2 separate regions of the Macaca mulatta genome follow, and region 2 is linked to region 1. Evidence: chromatin contacts called from public Hi-C data. All regions are on one chromosome and are shown on one strand. The core of a region is the stretch at or near the end of the contact, and the rest is flanking DNA. Distances in the headings are between cores, read along the strand shown. Region 1 has its middle 200 kb from the start of ZPLD1. Region 2 overlaps NXPE3 (neurexophilin and PC-esterase domain family member 3).

Region 1 (2,854 bases), core at 118-2,617:
TAGCTATTCAATTTGTATCATCACTCATCAATATCTCCAGGCCTCAGTCTCCTCATCTGTGAAATCGGGGAGTGGGTAGAAGCCTGCCAAGCAGATCATCTCTAAGGTTCCTTCCAGCTGTGAGATGGGACGATAGTAGAATTCTCACAGCAAAATTCCTAAGTGGATTTCAAATGTGCTTGTTAATACGAGGTGCCACTAGAGGTCAGATTAAGTTTGGTAATTCTGTCTAATCGGTCATGCAGATGAAGCAAAAGCAAAAGCTATCCTTAGATGGATGCCTTGCTTAGCAGGCCTGGACCTTCCCCCTTCTGAGCTGATTAATGTTGATCCCAGTGTTAGAATAAAATACGAAAAGCTCTGAAACCCAAAATTACATTCATTAATCTGTAATTTGTAATTGGCTGCTACCAGAATGCTTATCTTTCTTTGCTTGCCTGAATGTCATTAATTAAATGTGTCACCTGAAACTCTGGTACTTCGTGTTTGCTCGCGTTACTGTGTTAATCTATCAGTCACACAAAATTTGAATCTGAGAGACTAAAAACGTTACTCTTTGTGCATCTGGGTGTAACTGTATTAAGAACATGTGACTATGTGTGGGACATTTGACTCACAATACATATTCAAAGTGAAGTATAAAGGAATTACTGAAAGACAGAATGAGAGGGAGCACACATTGTCCTCGGGTACGTGCCTTGTGAAAGCTACTGATCAGGACTGGTCTTAGGCACAACTGTGAAATCTATAGAATTAGATTTTTGTACCCCACCTTCCTTCAGCTCCCCGGCTTTCTCAACATCCCTTTCAAACTCTGCTCTCAAGAGAGATCCAAATAACTCAAATGCAGTAAGATATAAAAAGCTAATGAGGTGATTTCACTCTCCCTTGCATTTTGTCAGAGAACAATGCCCATTAAAGGGTGGAATTCTAAAAGTAGAATTGTAATCATCCAGAAAGCTACTAATGTGGGAACAGAACATTTGCAAAATCATCCCACAGAGCCAACACCATAGGCCAATGGCAAAGGTTAGCCTTGCCTCCCACTAATACACAATATGAATTGCTAGTTATTCCCTTTTTAAGAAAAACAAGTATTTATTGAGCATTCACTGTACATGAGGTTCCCAAATGCACAAGATTGCTGCATGAGGACCCAGTGATTTCTCCCTGCATGACACACTAGGAAGCAGTGGAAGCCTCAGCATTATTTCCGTGGCAAGGCCCTGGGGAACAGGGATCCTCCTCCCCTTCCACTCTCTCCCCTATATAAAAGTAAATGTGTTTGTGGTAGTGGGCAGGAGTGGGCAATTCTGAGAGTGGTACCAAAAGGAAGGATGTTCTGACCTGACCACCCAGCAGGTGGCCTCAGATTATCGAGATAGTTTTGTGGTATGAGAACAAGGCAAAATCTCCTAGTGGCTGTCACTTGAGAAGATCAGACGCAAGTCAATCTCAAAGCCTCAGGGACCTCTTAACTTTTAAGGTGCTGATGCAGTAACATTTGGGTTCACAGACCTGACAATTCTGCCTCCAGCTTCTTCTATATGAGATCACCCATCATGGCTATAGCCTAAGTCTATCTTAAAACAGCTGCCACAAATCCTCAATTCCCTTTGATATGTATATTCTCAGTAAACAGAAATAATACTTTGTATTTACCTAGTACTTGGTACTTTAGTGAGTGATACAGAAAATCCTTTCACCCATCCTGTGAAGTTAAATACTATCATCCTGTCCATAGGCTCACATTTCATACATTTTTAGAGGTGGCAGATCATCTACTCCACCCTCACCTCTACATTTAACCATCTTGCATTGTCCGATCTTGCATTTAACCATCTTGCAATGTCTGGCACTTCCCAAGCAAACCCCTTCCTTTCACAGCACTCAACACCTCCTTTCACAAGCACAACTATTTTACAGATGATGAAACAAATCCAGATACATTAGGTGACTCTCCCAAAAGCAGAACATATGCAAGTGGAGGATCCCAGTCTCAGACTAGTTAAGCATTTTTCAGTTTTCATTGCATTAAACCTCTCAGCAGTATTCAACACCCTACTGCTTTTTTGAGCCATGTCTCTGAGTTTCAGTAGCACTACACCCTCATTTTTCTGTGGTCCCTTCTTCTCATTCTCCTCAGGAACATCAGGTTGGTCAGGCTTAGTCCTGAGCAACTCTTCTTTTCTTACTCTGTAGTCTCTCTTTCATTTGTCTCCTTTATTCTCAAAGTTTTAAATATTATCTATGGAATATGGCTGAATAGGAACAGCTCTGGTCTGCAGCTCCCAGCGGGACCAACACAGAAGGTGGGTGATTTATACATTTCCAACTGAGGCACCCAGTTCATCGCATTGGGACTGGTTAGACAGGGGGTGCAGCCCACGGAGGGTGAGCAAAAGCAGGGTGAGGCGTTACCCCACTCCAGGAAGTGCAAGGGGCCCGGGGCCTCCCTCCCCTAGCCAAGGGAAGTTGTGAGGGACTGTGCTAACCTGCCCAGATACTATGCTTTTCCCACGGTTTTTGCAACCAACAGACCAGGAGATTCCCTCGGGTGCCTACACCACCAGGGCCCTGGGTTTCAAGCACAAAACTAGGCGGCTATTCAGGCAGACACCAAGCTAGCTGCAGGAGGTTTTTTTGCACCCCAGTGTTGCCTGGAACTCCAATGAGACAGAACCGTTCACTCCTTTGGAAAGGGTGCTGAAGCCAGGGAGCAAAGTGGTCTTGCTCGTTAGTTCCCACTCCCATGGAGCCCAGCAAGCTAAGAACCACTGGCTTGAAATTCTCGCTGTCAGCACAGCAGTCTGAAGTCGACCTGGCGTGATTGAGCTTGGTGGGGGGAGGGGCA
Region 2 (2,942 bases), core at 162-2,661, 420 kb after region 1:
GTTCTCTCCTCAGTCTCACAGGCTGAAATCAGGATGTTATCAGGGCTGTGTTCTCTGAGAAGAGCCTTCAGAAAGGTCATTCAAGGCCAGGCGCGTGGCTCACATCTGTAATCCCAGCACTTTAGGAGGCCGAGGCGGGCAGATTGCTTGAGCTCAGGAGTTCGAGACCAGCCTGGCCAACATACTGAAACCCCATCTCTACTCAAAATAGAAAAATTAGCCAGGAGTGGTGACACACACCTGTAATCCCAGGTACTTGGGAGGCCGAGGCACAAGAATCGCTTGAACACAGGAGGCGGAGATTTGCAGTGAGCCAGGACTGCACCACTGCACTCCAGCCTAGGCGACAGAGCAAGACTCTGTCTCAAAAACAAACAAAAAACAAACAAACAAAAACAGTTCATTGAAGTTACTGGCAGAACTCAGTTACTTGTGGTTTTAAGACCCATTTCCTTGATGGTTATCAGCCAGGAGATGCCCTCCAGCTCCTAGAAGTTGCCTATATTCCTAGCCATGTGGCCCCCTTCATCTTTAAAACCAGCAACAAATAATCTCCCTCACATGGAATCCTTCTTTCTTCAGGAAGAACATGGCCCCTGTTAAGGGCTTATCTGATCTAAGGTCAGGTCTACCTAGGATAATGTCACTCTCTTAAAGTCAACTTTGTCATATAACATAATCAAATCACAGGAATGATACACCATCATATTTACACGTCCCTCCCACACTTAAGAGGAAGGAGATTATGTAAGAGTATAGATCACTGAAAGTCCTCTTAGTATTCAACCTACCACAGCTACAAAGATAACACACAAATGTAAAATTTCATTGTTCTTATCTATACTGTTGCTATTAGATCGAGTCTTATCCTAAACTCTCAGTAAGTTCCCCCCAAAAATATAACCTCAAGTTGTTGATGAGGTTAGAATCTGTCAAGGTTCCTGAGCCACTTAGCTGTGATAATCTGGGGACCACATTACAGGTACTAATGAAAACTCAGCAGTAATTCTGGCACTAGGAAAATCTGACATAAACCAGATGCTTGCCCTTAATAAGGTAGTCAACTAGAATTACAAACTGTTTTCCCTTGCTTTTGACTGGAATTATGACCACAAGTAGCAGTAGCACTGGCAATCTCAAGCAACCTAAATGTGAATCTTAACAATAATTTTACCTTGTAAGAATATTAATTAGCTAATACATAAATACAATTTCATAGGGGAAAAAAACTTCAAAATATAGAATTCATAAGTGAAATAAAAGTACAAATACTATAAACCCCTTCTAAGGCTAAAGCAAAGAAAATACAACACAAGCCTCAAATACCTTGTGGTGCCAGAAAGGAAGTGCTCAAAACAAACAAAAGGATGAGAGCACACAGGGTGACAAAAGGGCATAAAGAAGCCAAACTGAAAGCATTCTCAACTGCCAAAACTGGAACAATTTGAGCAAAAATAAAAGAAAATAAAATAATGATGGAATTGGATTGGATTATAACCCAAAGAATGAAATTATCATGAGTCTACACTGATATAAATACTTAAAATGAAGAAGGGACCACTCTTCTTTGCAGAATTCCAACTAATAAACGTTGAAAGATTGAGAGACATTAAAAGTCACAATTAGAATGCCACCAAAATCATTGCCACAGGCAAGATCTGATGAACCCTGATGAATGCTAAAATTAGTTGGTGAAAGTTTAAGCAGAAACAGAATGTTTGCATAGAATGAAGTAAAAGAAGGAAAAATACGAGCCCTTTATTTAGGGTCTTTGAGTGCCCCCTGGTGGTCAATAGAGTGAAATTCAATGAAGTTCTGCCAAGCTGGGTTCCTTCTATATTCCATAAATCAATTGCCCTTCTCTTTTCTTTCCAATTATATACCTGTTACAAGAAGATGATTTTCCTATTAAAAACCAGGATATTCTGCTCCTACAAATTCATACTTCCTTCCTCTAAAAGTATATCAAAAGTCTCACTAATTACCAAATCTATCTTCCCTCTAACCAGAAGAGTAAATCATAAAACCATAGCCACTTCCTGGTTGATCCTCAAGACTTGTCAGGTACAGGTAAACTTTCCAAAGTTCCTCCCACTGACCATCCCTGGGACACCTAGGGACATCACAATAAGGGCAAGCCAGTCGAAGACTGTGAGAAAGGAGGACAGATCCAGTAGTGGGAGAGAGGGCCTCCTGAGGATATCAGACATGGAGAGTGTTTAGAGCACAGTACTACCGAAGAACACCATGTCTACTGACATCTTGACAATCTAAGCAATCTAAGGCCCAAACAGATAAAAGATAAATATTTCCATTATTGAAGTCTCATATACAAAGCCTCTAAAATTAGTAATTCATTTGGTTCAAGTAAATCAACAACAGCTCTTCATCAGGAAAAGACTGGGAATTCTTGTGGCATACAATAGTAGAGACAAGGGATATAAACTGGCAGTGCCCTGGCTGCATATGGGCCAAACGGATTTCATTTAGCCCATACAATATTTTCAAAGTCTTGAATTAGATGTCAATGTTCTAAAATCTGGAGATATCACATTTAAAAAATCAAAGTTTCTGGTTTCTCTTGGAAAAAACAAATCTATGGATCTGCCCACATAGGGTTTGTTTCTACATGGTAACAAAGGAGCAGAAACTGAAAAGAGGCTGCCCCTTGAGATGGTCCTTGCTTTTCAGTTCCTTCCCCACCACTCAAACAAGGCATGTGGCTAATATCCACTCTGCTTGATCCATATGTACTAAATATTGAGCCCCTGAAGCAAAAGGGTTTACAACATCTACAGAGTTACTATTAGTTAATATACTTATAAAAGCTAGAAGGACCTTGCCCGCCATCTGTATAAGCTTCATTAGTAACGTTCATCCCTTCTTTCTAAAAATCACGATAGCTAATTATATCTGTTCTGCAAAAACATAACATAAACATT

Evidence for each region. A called contact is a pair of places that touch in the nucleus more often than the background predicts.
Region 2: a contact with region 1 is called in a Hi-C map of liver, with 18 times the contacts expected there. The contact joins two enhancer-like sites. A contact is called at or near these places in 10 of 14 Hi-C or Micro-C datasets (CD4 T cells, blood, cortical neurons and 5 more).

Annotation. Positions count from the first base shown.
Region 1 is chr2:181,375,539-181,378,392 of T2T-MMU8v2.0, forward strand. No RefSeq gene overlaps it. Among named protein-coding and RNA genes, the nearest start is that of ZPLD1, 200 kb to the left of the region's middle. Within about 2 kb of position 1,368, at least 5 of the 40 cell types and tissues checked have an H3K27ac peak or open chromatin away from gene starts, as enhancers often do.
Region 2 is chr2:181,799,895-181,802,836 of T2T-MMU8v2.0, forward strand. The region is part of intron 7 of NXPE3 (neurexophilin and PC-esterase domain family member 3); the gene reads right to left. Among named protein-coding and RNA genes, the nearest start is that of NFKBIZ, 19 kb to the left of the region's middle. Within about 2 kb of position 1,412, at least 3 of the 40 cell types and tissues checked have an H3K27ac peak or open chromatin away from gene starts, as enhancers often do.